Linked DNA regions of Mus musculus: region 1 is linked to region 2. A link is a contact called in public promoter capture Hi-C data. All regions are on one chromosome and are shown on one strand. The core of a region is the stretch at or near the end of the contact, and the rest is flanking DNA. Distances in the headings are between cores, read along the strand shown. Region 1 holds the start of Osgin1 (oxidative stress induced growth inhibitor 1). Region 2 holds the start of Hp (haptoglobin).

Region 1 (6,175 bases), core at 3,407-5,906, 9.9 Mb after region 2:
GTGTATGTGGTTGGCAGGAGGTGGACTGCTAAACTGTAGTTACTCATTCCCTGAAGCCCTGTCTTTATCTGTAAACTAGTCATTGATAAAATATCTGGCCACCTCTTGGCCAATGAAGAGACTGAAGAATTTGAGGGTCAAGGCCACTGACCCCGTGGGCCTGAACAAATATTGACTGCGTGTCATGTGCCAGAAGGACCTGAGCTCTGTGTGCCAGAGCCCCAGTCTAGGTGGGGTCACAGACCCAGCTCTGTCCCAACCGAGCATTCCATTGCTCAGGGGCTTGGGCTCTTCCCTGGGGATTAAGAACAATGCCCCCACTCCCACTGCTGGGCTGCTGGGCAGACAGAACCACCCTGAACCCGCCTGGAATGGGGGTGAGCACAGCCCTGCTCACCCACTGAGGGACTGGGTATATCAGACCATCTGTGCCTGCCTACCTGAACCTCTTATTCTCTTCCTTTATCCCAGCGATGCTCGGCCTTCCTAATGCTGCAATCCTTTAATCCAGTTCCCCGTGTTATGGTGGCCCCAAACCACACAATTATATATACAACTGTAACTGCAACCTTGCTGCTGCTGTGACTCTCGATGTAAACATCTAAAATGAGACCTGGGGGGAGGGGGCAACTCACAGGTTGAGAAACACTGCTTTAGTCACTGCCGGCCTGTCCTGGGAGATGCCCCCGGCTCTGTCCCTACCACCATTCATGCTGTAACCTTGGGCTTGAGATGAACTTCTCTGAGTAGCAGCCCTGTATAAGAACTGTCTATTCACAGTGCCTGGGAACAAGAAGAGAAGAAGCTGTGTGGAGAGAGGGTCAGTTGGGTGGTTCTGGGATTGGCCCAGGAGAGAGGGACATGGTAGTATTTCACAGGAGCCATGAGAGCAGGCCACATCCATCGCCCTTTGGGACCTGGGAAGCTCCCTGCTGGCTACAATAGTGCTCAAGTAAGGAAACTGAGTCTCAGAGGTCACCCTGCCCAGCCCTTTGTCATGGTCCAGGTGGCTCACACTCCTGGATAATGGATCCTGGAACGGACAAGGTGTCAGACTCCCACCAGCCCAGGTTTGACATCTGAGGCCTGGATGTGTGGGATGCATGCAGCAAGATCTTGGGGGCAGAGGGAGAGGGGAAGAGAGAGACACTCTGAGGGAAAGGAGAGGGTGGAGCCTATTTTCCTTAAGCACTTCACCTCTGGGCCAAAGTTTTCCTTATTTTATGTAAGAGTTTTTCCTATGGCTCTGGGGGCAGAAGCCAGGCCTCCAGCATGCTGGGCAAAGGCCATAGCACCGAACTACTCGCAGCCCCAACATTCCCGGTTTCCACTGACGTGTGATCCACAAGGCTGAGATGTACTCAGTGGTAGGTGTGTGTCCAGCATCTACAGAGCCATGGATTTGAACCACAGCCTTGAAGGAAAAAACCCCGTGAAATCTATATACAATTTACTAACAAGACATTCTGTCCTATGGGGTGAGATGTGCATGTGCACATGCGCGAGCGCACACAAACACACACACACACACACACACACACACACACACGAGCGACAGGTCCAGAAGTCAACATCAAATGTCTTTCTCCGTCACTCTCCGCCTTGACATGTATGTTTGTTTGTTTGTTTGTTTGTTTGAGACAGGATCTTGCACTGAGCCTGGAGTGCACGTTTTTTCACCAAACCTGGCTGACCAACAAGTTCCCCCTAGGATCTGCCTGTCTCTGCCACCACAGTGCTGGGATTTCAGGTGTGTGTCACCCAGTAGGGTTTTTATGTGGATGCCGTGGAATTGAACTTGGGTTCACACACGTGCCCAGTGAGCCATCTTCCCCAGCCTTTGCCACCCAGTGTCCCTCTTTGGTCTGAGGATGGTCTCATGCACATTTTATAGCCAGAGTTACAGAACTGAAGACAAGTAAGTGCTCTGAGCGAGCTGAATCTGAGCCTCCTTCCCCATAAGCTTTCAGTGTGAGCGGGCCTCCCAGATGCACCCATCCTAAAGACTCCTCTCTGGTGAGTATGTGGTTTGTGTTTCCCAGGAGCCCATGCGTATTTGCTGGCAAGCCAAGCTGGCTTGCCTCCTAGAGTAGGAAGGACCGTTAGGGATCCAGATACCCCACCCCTCAGGAGCCCCTGTCAGCCTGCAGGGACTGGCAAGGTGGGTCCCCTCTGCATCCCTGACAGTGCCCTTTGTCCTGCTTCCTGTGGCATCTCTATCTATCTTCATCTTGATGGTTCTGCTGTTGATAACGCTGGACAGGTAAACACGGAAGGAGGAGAAAGTCCACCAATGCCTGCCAGCCAGCTTCACCTACAGGGCCATGGCCGGGACCAGCCGGGAGAAAGGCCAGTCCCTCCTTCCTGGCTTTCCAGGCCTGGTCCCTGGCCTCCTCCAGTTTCCCCCTGAACAGCTGAGCCTCCAAAGCAGAAGTCGCTGGCCCTGGGTTCATGCTCTCTCTGGCTCAGTTTACATATCCAAAAGCATGGGTAGGTTGCCACCAAGCACTGTGGGATGTGAAAGCATACATGGGTGACAATGGGGACAGGGTGCAGCCAGACCCGCCTATGCCCTGCAACCACGCTCCAGCGCTCAGGATCTCCCCTCCTGAGTTCAGAGCCCCACTCCAGGCCTGATGTGTGGGAAGGACACTTTAAGACCATAGATGTCCACAGAGGGTCTCACCCCAGGTCTCAAAAACACACCCGCAGAGAGCAGCAGCCTGTAGCAGGGATCTCTGAAGTTTCTGTTACCGAGCCCGGGCTTAAACGAAGCCTCTAAGGGTACCTCAGCACTAAAGGGAGTGTCTCAGCAGAAGAGCTAAACCCAAGGCAGCTCCCATTCAGGCTAGGGAAAGCTGCCCAGCCTAGTGGAAAAGGGACATGCAGAATGCATGGTCCTTGTTTTAAAAGAAATGACCAAGAATGTTAAGGAGACACCAGAGCATTAAACCAAGATTCTGACCACAAAGCCCTAAGCAAAAATTGCAGCCCAGGATCCCCCAGGGGAGCAGTAGCTTCTAGGACCAGATCCTTGAGCCGTGCCTGACCTTTCCCTTAAACCCAGGTCAGCAGCCAGCCTTGCCCACTCTGCCTCCTAACTACTCACCCCAGGATGGCGTCCCTCTTCACCCACCCCTGCAGGATGTGCCCCTCCGCCAGTTTATGGTGCACTAGGTACTCCCCGGGGAACAGACTCTCCCATTGAGACTGCTGGCACAGACTAGGGCTCAGGGGTTCCGTGTGTTTAGCAGTCCTGGGGACTGAAGCCAGGGCTTTGAGCATGTTGGGCAAGTGTTCTCCACTGAGCCATCTCCCAGCCCCGAGCCCAGGGTTTGAACATATCAGTGCACAATGGTACTTGGCCTTCAACCTAGGGTCTCATGCAATGCTAGGCACAGGTTCTACTGATCTATTCCCCAAAACCTATATGCGGTATTTTGAATAATCATTCTTTTAATCCAAGAAAAACAAAATATCATTTTTTAAATCAAAATGCTGTGCTAGCAGCCAAGACTCTTGCAGCCGAAGGATGTTCCACGAGGTGGGCCCAAGGACCCCGTCTTTCTTTACAACTCTGAAGTTTTCTTTTTCTGGAATTTGTATTCTTTACTTAATTTTTTTTCTTTAGAAAATTGTACCAAAGTGTCACTTTGTTTAATGAGTTCCTTTTTTTTTTTTAAAGAATTGTTTATGTAATATATATGAGTGTTCTGTCTTCAGACATACCAGAAGAGGGCATCAAATCCCATTACAGATGGTTGTGAGCCACCATGTGGTTGCTGAGAATTGAACTCAGAATCTCTGGAAGAGCAGCCAGTGCTCTTAATCGCTGAGTAGTCTCTTGGGTACTTAGAGTGAGAGCCTGACACTCCCCCCCCACCGCCCCTCCCCAGTTCTGGTCCTGGTGGTAGAGTGACAGCTGATCAGGACAGGAACAATGGCCACCAAGGTGAGTGCACCGACCTAAACCACTGCCCAACTTCCTTCTCTTGAGCCAAGGCTCCATATGGAAAAGCGCTATTCCAGACCCAGTGTGCAGTAAGGGATGTCTCCCTAGGACCCAGCTTCCGTTCACGGACCACAAGAACCGGCCAGCAGACTGGCGTGACCCCCTACAGGAAGAGAAGTCTATAAGGACCAGGGAGGACGGACACACACTCACATGCGCATGCACGCACACATGAGGGAGTCCAACTCAACCCCACTTTTCAGATGGGGAAACTGAGGTTTGTTCAGAGTCTCCAACCAGGAAGTCGCTGAGTGGGAGTTGTCGGGGTTGACCAGTGACTGAGGGTTTTTTCTGCACACACCCGTGTCCCCTCTCCCCACACGCTGGGGTGGGAAGTGAGTGGAAGATCAGAGCTTTCTGGAGTTCAGAAGCCAGCTGGCCAGCTATTTCTCAGAAGCCTACCACTCACTGGTAAGGAAGAGACCTAGTGGTCTCTTTCAAGATTCCCTAGTTCCTCCTTCAAACTGAACCCGGGAAGGGAGGAACTGGCCAGCAGGGGCCCTTTAAGACTGGCCAGGGCCAAGTTCATTCACCCAGGGGCCCCTGCTGACTCACGCTTATGAAAGTGATTTTCCTGGTCCCGCCCCTGCCTCCGCCTCCTCCCTGCCCCGCTGTGAAATACCCCTGCTAGCCTTGGGCCTCGCACAGCCTCTGGGATCCCCAGGGCTAATGGGCATCCTGTTCTTGCAGCAGGGCACCGTGACAAAGTCTCTCACCGTGTGACCAAGTTCCTCTGAGTGTCCAGACAACCCAGGCTCACCAGCTCCCTCCAGCTATCTACCATCCATCAGGTGAGTGGTCCGGGCAAGGCTGTGGGTGGGAAACAATAGCTATGGGGCAAGGGTGGGCAGACGGGGGTCAGGAAAGCCGGGGTGTACACTGACTGGTCCTGAGGAGGACTCTGGGAGTCCTCCCTGCACCTCCAGCGATGGCCATGGTTAAGTGTCTGGGACACTCTCCCCCAGCGGCCCCTGGCTTAGCAGCCTAATCCTAACTCGTGAAATAGCTGTTCCGGCAGGAAGGAGCATGGGTAGCCTTGCTCCTTCGAGGCACCAATGGCCACTGTGTCTCCAGCCTGGCGAGGTGCTCCAGTGGGTCCTAGGTACCAGGCTCAGACAAGCACAGCCGAGGGTTCCTGGGTACTCGGTTTACGGAAGGTGCGGTGGAGAAAGTGGTGGACCGTGGAGGTTGGGCCATCAGGCACCCTTGGGCCCAGGTGGAGCAGGCACTTGGAACGAGGGTTCACTGTGACTAAGGCCAGGTAACACTTGGCTGACTGCACACTTCCTCCTGCCCCAGGGCTTTGTGTCACTAGCAGCTGTCACTGCTACCTGTTGCTTTATTTGGGAATGGAGGGGAAAGGATCCCAAACGAGGCTGTCTAGGACCTAGACGAGATGTCCCCTCCCCTTCCATTTTCCCCAACCTCAGTTTCATTCATGAAGTGGGGATAAGAAACCCCCAGCTCTTGGGGGTGGTGGTGGCATTTTTAGAGACAAATGGTATATGGTTCCCAGCCCTCCCTGGCATGACGATTTCATAACCTTAGAAATGTCTGCAGTGTTACACCAGGGCAACTATCGCCACTTCTGAGAAACTCATTTTTTATGTGCTCATACCTGTGGGGTCAGAGGTCGATGGCTAGCGTCTTCCTCAGTCACTGTCCACACCTTCTTTTTCATTCTATTATCACTATCATTATTATTATTATTGCTAGAGAGAGCACAAGAACACGTGTAGAAATCAGACAGCCACCCCTCCCCCCCCCCCCCGCCAGGAGTCAGGGGTCAGGGGTCAGCTTTCTCCTTCCATCTTTATGTGAGTGCTGCCTGCCCATAAGTCACTGCCCTTGTACAACAAGTTACCTGCAGGGCCACTTCCCTCCAGGCTTCCCTCTCCTGGACTGAACCTGGAGCCTGTCATTCAGCTCTCTGGCGGGTGATCTCCAGGGGCCCTCCTGTGTTTGTCTCTCCAGACCTAGGATTACAGACATCTGCTTTTGACAGGAGTGTGGAGAATCTGAACTCAGTTCCTCACGGTTAGGCAAGCACTTTACCCACGGAGCCATCTCCCTGGCCCCTTAAATCAACAACTTGAGAACGTTATTTTTTTTTTCTATCAGCATTGCCCAACCAGAGAGACTCCGAAATATGCCAGTACTTTT
Region 2 (6,322 bases), core at 2,113-4,612:
TTTTCCCCACGTAGAGCGTTAGGGTGGGGGTGATGTCCTTGGCTGACGCCGTCTCGCTGTGGTTCAGGAAGAGGTTTTTGGCCGTGGTCAGCAGCCACTGGTCACTGATCAACGTGGCCCCGGTGGTGAGTCCGTGGCGGGAGATCATCTTGGCCTGCCAAGGAAAGCTGCCTTTGGCATCCATAGAGCCACCGATGATGCGCTGCACCTGGTCCACAGGGTGCTTGGGCTTCCCACACACTGCGGAGGGAGGGAGGGGGGAGGGAGGGGTATGAGCAGCAGTCCAGAGCAGGCCCCACCTACAGAGCCCCTGGAAGCATCAGCCACCGCTGCTTCCACACCCGACAGTCTGTGAACACTCAGCCCTTACCACCTGCTCGTCCTCACATTTCTGGCATTTATACACTAAGTGACTAAGCTTTTAAAACTCCTGGCTGATAAGCTAATATACATACATACATACATGCACCCTGCAGCGGCACCGGCAGAAACACAGATTTTACAGATGTGAAAACAGATAACCCAAACTGATAGCTGAAGTTGGGCTGAAGAGAGGAGAGCTACAGAATGCGGGAGTCCCAGTTGTTCCCAGACCCTGCCTTAGCCCTTGTGGGTTCAGCTTCTGTTGTTTCCTCCCTGGCCTGGTCCTTCCTAGGGTGTGGTGCCCTCTTTCCCTTCAACCAAGGCTCTGTGAGCAGGTGTTCTGGATGGAGGGCATCTCCGTGGGAAGCAGCTGACTCAGCCAACCCCCCTTAGCCTAAATGGGCATGGCATTGAGCTGTCCGGGAGGGATCCTGTCCCTCCTCCTTTGCCAGCTCTGGTTCTCTCTGACCCAGGCCACACAAGGGGAACACGGCCACATTTTAACCCCATGCTCTGAGAGCTCAACACCCACCTGCCTCACATTCGGGGAGTTTCTCTCCAGCGACTGTGTTCACCCATTGCTTCTCGTCGTTTAAGGTGTACACCCCTGAAGCAAAAGGAGATGAGATCAGAGAAAATGAATCTGGCCTAGGGATTAAAGAATTGGGCAGGAAGAAGTTAGAAACTGTCATGCGTGTAGGCTGCAGGACATCGTTGATAAAGACTACACTCCCAAGCAACAGGGGCCAGGGGATTGTAGCCCCTTAACAAGACAAAACAGGAAGCTGAGACAAGTTAAGTTTGGTGGAAAGACCACCACCAGAAGACAAGAACTTGATTCGAATCTTATTCCCCTGGTTCGAGGCAGTACTCGAGAAGTTTCTGGCCAGGTACCCCAGCCCCACCCATCAAACAGGGCCAGGGGTGTAGATGCAGGGGTGCTCATCCCAGCCTTACCATCTCCTTCGGCCCGTAGTCTGTAGAACTGTCGGCAGCGATAGCGAACCAAGTGCTCCACATAGCCGTTTGCAATCTCTGGGGGCTTTGGGCAGCTGTCATCTGCCGAGAAAAAGAAGCCAGAAAAAGGCTGTGGGTGCTCCGATGGCTCTCTGTGAAACGTCAGCAGACGGAGCTGCCCTGAGCACCAGACTCCCTCGCACCCGAATGGAAGCTGAGAAAGGGAGGCCTCAAAGATCTAGGCGAGAAGAGGATCTGGGTCTTCCTTAATACAGTGTGGGACTGATGTGGCCAGACTGGGGCTCAGCTGAGCTGGGGTGTGTAGCTCCTGGGGAACCCCAGAGACTCACCTTCAAAGTCCATGGCATCATTGCCCAACTCCACAGCAAAAAGCTGACCCCAGAGCAGGAGAGTGACAACAGCTCCCAGGGCTCTGTAGAGAAATGGCAAGAGGGAGTGGGGTTGGTCTCCTTGTACATGTGATCTCCTTACATACATGCATGCATGTACACAAAACACACACACACACACACACACACACACACACACTTTCCATTAAGCAGATACTAAAGGAAGAGAACAAGATGCTAAGACCAAAGAACTGCTTGCTACCCACCCCACCCATGCTTCAGCAAACTCCAGATGCACAAGAAGGGAATTTTGTAGAAGCTTAGAAAGGGACCACTGTGACAGAGGAAGGAAAGCACCGCCAGTGTGGCAGTATATGTGCCATCCCAGCTCTCCACACTCTGGCACAGAGGCAGGAGGATCGGGGCTTTGACCACAGCCTGTGCTGTGCCTATCTCAAAAAAAAGCTGAGAAGTGGGAGGTGGGAAAAGAGTGGAGTGGAGAGGAGGCCCAGGGCACAGTGGTGACCCCCGAGGTCCTGCGAGGGGAGGCCTCTGCTCCCATCCATTAAGTACCGGGCTATGAAGACATTGTTAGGACACTGTAACTAACTTAAAGATGACGGCTATAGTTTATTTTGCTATTCTCACTTTTGGAAATTTCCCATAATAAAAAGGTGGTTTTGATGTTTAATTTGTCATAGTCGCTGTTGTTGTTCTTAAGTCACAGTCCCATTCTTTGCCTAGGCTTTTCGCAAACTCCTGAACTCCCAGACTCACCCTGCCTCAGCTTTTGGAATCCCTGGGTGTGCACCATCATACATACATACATACATACATGCTACATACATACACACATCATACACACATACATACATGCTACATACATACATACATACATGCTACATACATACATGCTACATACATGCATGCATACATACATGCTACATACATACATACATACATACATACATACATACCGTATCATATGTGGTTGTTCCTATTACTTCATAGGTATTTGCCTTTAAAGGATTGCATATCAAGCCCAAGAATGCCAGAAAACTGTCTGTCTTCCTAACCTATGACTGTGGCCATCATTGGTACACAGACCACACTTAAATGCTACCCAGTTGCCTGCACATGCTGACCAGTCAGGAAGTTCTTCTGAACACTGTGCTTCTAGTCTTTTCGCTACCTTCAAAGTCTTTCTATTTTGATTAAAAAAAAAAAAAGTGGTCACCTTGATGGTGTCACTAAAATTTTAGCATGACAAGATTCACACTCAAAGTGCATAGTCAAGTTACAAGACCAAAAAAAAAAAAAAAATCTCCTAATGCTTTAGGTAAGTATACAGCAGTTCTGTGTTGCACTGCGTTCACAGTTGTCCTCAGCTGTGTGTGGCCTGCAGGCTGCAGGCTTAACTCCCACAGAAGGTTAGCTCATCAGCCTGGTTCCTGCATCCCAGCTTCTCACCTCTCCCCGTAGACTTATACTCGGTGTACTCAAAGTGGGAAGCGTGGGCTGTGGACTCACCTCATCGTGGACCTCTCTTGCCTCTCTCTGGAAGGGCTGGGCTGTGCTGACTCCGGCCGAGCCCTTTATGCCTCAGGGGTTTTATCCCACCACCACCACCACCACCTCCTCCTCCTTCTCCTCCTCCTCCTCCTTCCCCTCCTCCTCCATTTCTGTGTTTGCACAACGTCTCTAAGGTCACTGGCTGTTCCAGTAACCAAACCACAAAGCAAACCCCTGTCAAAAGCTGAGCTCTTGCTTCATACTTGGCCCTCTGCGTTGTGTTATTTTTACAAATCATGAAGAAATCTAGCAACTTCATGACCCCTCCCACCCACCACAATGGTGGATAACCCCTAGAGAGTGGGACGGGGAACAGGGGCATTAATCTGACACTTAATTGGGAGAGGGTGTTGGTTAGACCTTTTTTATTATTATTTCAAAGCCCCTTTAGACACCCTTGTGACCCAGCCTTAGCTGGAATTGTAAAGAAAGTGTTTTCCTTTTTTCAACCATGCTGCCTTAGTGTGGCCATCTCTGAGTGTGGCCAGCTCTGGAACTTGCAACCAACAGACTGGATTTATTGGGTCTTGATCCATTGTTCTTTAATCTCAGAGTGTCTAAAGCTATAGTGTAGACCGATATGGGACTCTTGTACTGGCTCTTTTATCTGGAGTTTTCAGTGCTGAGAAAAGTTTATCTCAGAACCATTTTCAAATCCAGTGTAGACATTCCTACACTCTCATTCAGAGAGCAGTAAACAGAAATTGGTTCCATTTGGCAGTTGCCCGCACCCACCCGTGAGGACATCTTCTGTTGCTAAAAGTGTTCCGACTTGAAATCAGTAAAGTGAGCCTGCTGTGTCTCCTCTGATTGTTCTTAGTGGAAAATCACACCACGTGGCTAATGTAGACACAGGGCAAACTCAATGGCAGGACATTCTGTAGCTTCACAGTCCAAATGGGCAGCTGAGAAAAGAAATCAATGCTTCAGCCATATACCTGTCCTGGCATGCTGTTCACTCAAATGTAGCAACTCAATCTAAATGGCTTCACTCGTTTAAAAAATAATTGTTTTTAAATTAGATCTCATCACAGAATCACTTGGGCTGTTCATAGTGGTATTGGTGTAGTACCACATCAACTGGGAAGAGCCCAGATCCCTATCAACAGGACACTGGTAACTAGTGTGCTTCATGGTCACTCCATGGGATATTGTCCGGCCATGCAGACACTTGGACAACAGAGAACAGGAATGATTTCACAGTTCTGACAAGAAAGGACAAAGCTGCACAGGAGAGCAGTGGGAAGTTCATTGCTCTGACAGAGCTCAAAGCCAAGCCCAGTTTGTTAAAGAACCCCAAACTCACAAACAACATCAAGACAATGAGAAGACAGGCCTGGAGCTATGGCTTAGTGGATAAGATCGCTCGCTGCTCTTCCAGAGGACCTGGGTTCAGTTCCCAGCATCGGATGGCTTACAACAGCTTGTGATTCCAGTTCCAGGGCATCCAGTGCCTCTGAACCCAGATGCAAGACACACACACACACACACACACACACACACACACACACACACACACCTACAATGCATATAGAAACAATAGAAGTAAAAAGGAAGATGCAAAAGTCACAGAAAAGGAGAGAATGTTTGCAGATGCTCTATTGATAAAGACTTAATATCCCAAATATGTGAAGGTCTCCTACAGAAAAATAACAAAACGACCACACAGTTAAAACATGAGCAAAAGATCACAGCATTCAGGAGCCTGGCTGGGAAAAAAAGAGGCAAAAATATAAATAAAGGATTTGAATAGATAATCCTTTAAGAGACACACATGTGCCAAAGAACACATGCATGCATGCAAAACAAGCATTGGGGAACACTGGAGAAACCGGAATCTTCATGGCACACTGTGGTAGGAATATAGAATGGTCCAAAGTCCACAGCACAGCTCCATGGTCTATCCAAAAGCTGGTAACAGAATTACTGTGTCGCAGCAATTCTACCTATAGGTATGTTGTTCAACAGTTTCCTCCCAAAGAGAAACATCCCCTACTGCAAGGAAAGTTCCTTTGGTAGGAAGGGAAACAACTCAAAATAGTTTCAGGAAGTTCCTGAAACTGATCAGACTCTCTAGGCCTATCCCTCCCAGAGTAAGCAATAAAGCTGAAAACAAACAAACAAACAAACAAAAAACAAAACAAAACAAAAAAAGACTCAGTCAAGTTAAGCTGCAAAGAAGACTCTGAAACCAGTTGCTTGGAAGAAGCAGAAGCCAGCCAAGCTGCCTGGAAGGGGTTTAAGATCAGAGTCATTTGGAAAGATCACTCTTCAACCTGTGCACCGAGATTTTGTGATCTGTCACTCATGCTGGGGTGGGCTTTGGCTATACATCTATCTTAGGGTCATTTCTGCTCCTGTGAGTCACCCCTCACCCATATTCCTATAAGTTACCCCACTAGAACTCACTGGCTCGCCAAGTTAGACTTTGGTGGCATCTGCACTTTGGTCTATTATGAGCTCCCACTCCGATGTGAGTAGATCATGTGTGTGCTGCATCTCATTTTGTATCTTGTTTACCCCCATACCTTATTTGGTTTATTCGTTTTTATTTATGTGAACGTGTCGCATAATGCATGCTGTTAAAACTTGTAAACATGGAAGTTTTTAATGGTTTCTCCATATTGACTTCAGTTCCAACAGTGCTCACTGAGTACAATCCATGTAACTTCCAAAACTGGCTTGTCTCCTTTTCTCAAGTTCTATTACTAGGTGCAGTCAATTTTCGACTTATTATTGCATCTTCCATTGGAAATGAAATGTCCTTACTTATCTCTAGAAACCCTTTGTGCCACAAGTCTCTCAGGATGTGCTAGCTTTCTTCTGACTAGTGTTCCTGTACTTCATCTTTTCTATTTACCTATAGAACTTACCTGTCCTTTGCCTTTTAACTACAATATTTGCTTCATTTATATTTAGTGTAATTACAGGTAGGGTTAGCTTTAAGTATACCATTGCTCTATTTGTTAGATGTTTTTAATCCACAACTTCTATTTTCCCGATTTCTCTGCTCCTACTTTATTATGTTACTCGGTTGCTGCTGTTTTGAGTTGGGTTTTGGTGAGGGTACTTTTGTAATG

What was found. Promoter capture Hi-C pulls out the DNA fragments that hold promoters and counts their contacts.
Region 1: a contact with region 2 is called in a promoter capture Hi-C map of liver, with 3 times the contacts expected there. The contact joins the promoter of Osgin1 here to the promoter of Hp in region 2. A contact is called at or near these places in 1 of 39 promoter capture datasets (liver) and 1 of 484 Hi-C or Micro-C datasets (liver).

What each region holds. Positions count from the first base shown.
Region 1 is chr8:119,432,491-119,438,665 of GRCm38.p6, forward strand. Osgin1 (oxidative stress induced growth inhibitor 1) reads left to right here and starts at 4,657. Exons shown (of 6, transcript NM_027950.2): 1 at 4,657-4,803.
Region 2 is chr8:109,575,810-109,582,131 of GRCm38.p6, forward strand. It overlaps Hp (haptoglobin), which reads right to left and starts at 3,363. Exons shown (of 5, transcript NM_017370.2): 1 at 3,201-3,363; 2 at 1,671-1,753; 3 at 1,321-1,422; 4 at 896-970; 5 at 1-240. The coding sequence starts at 3,205.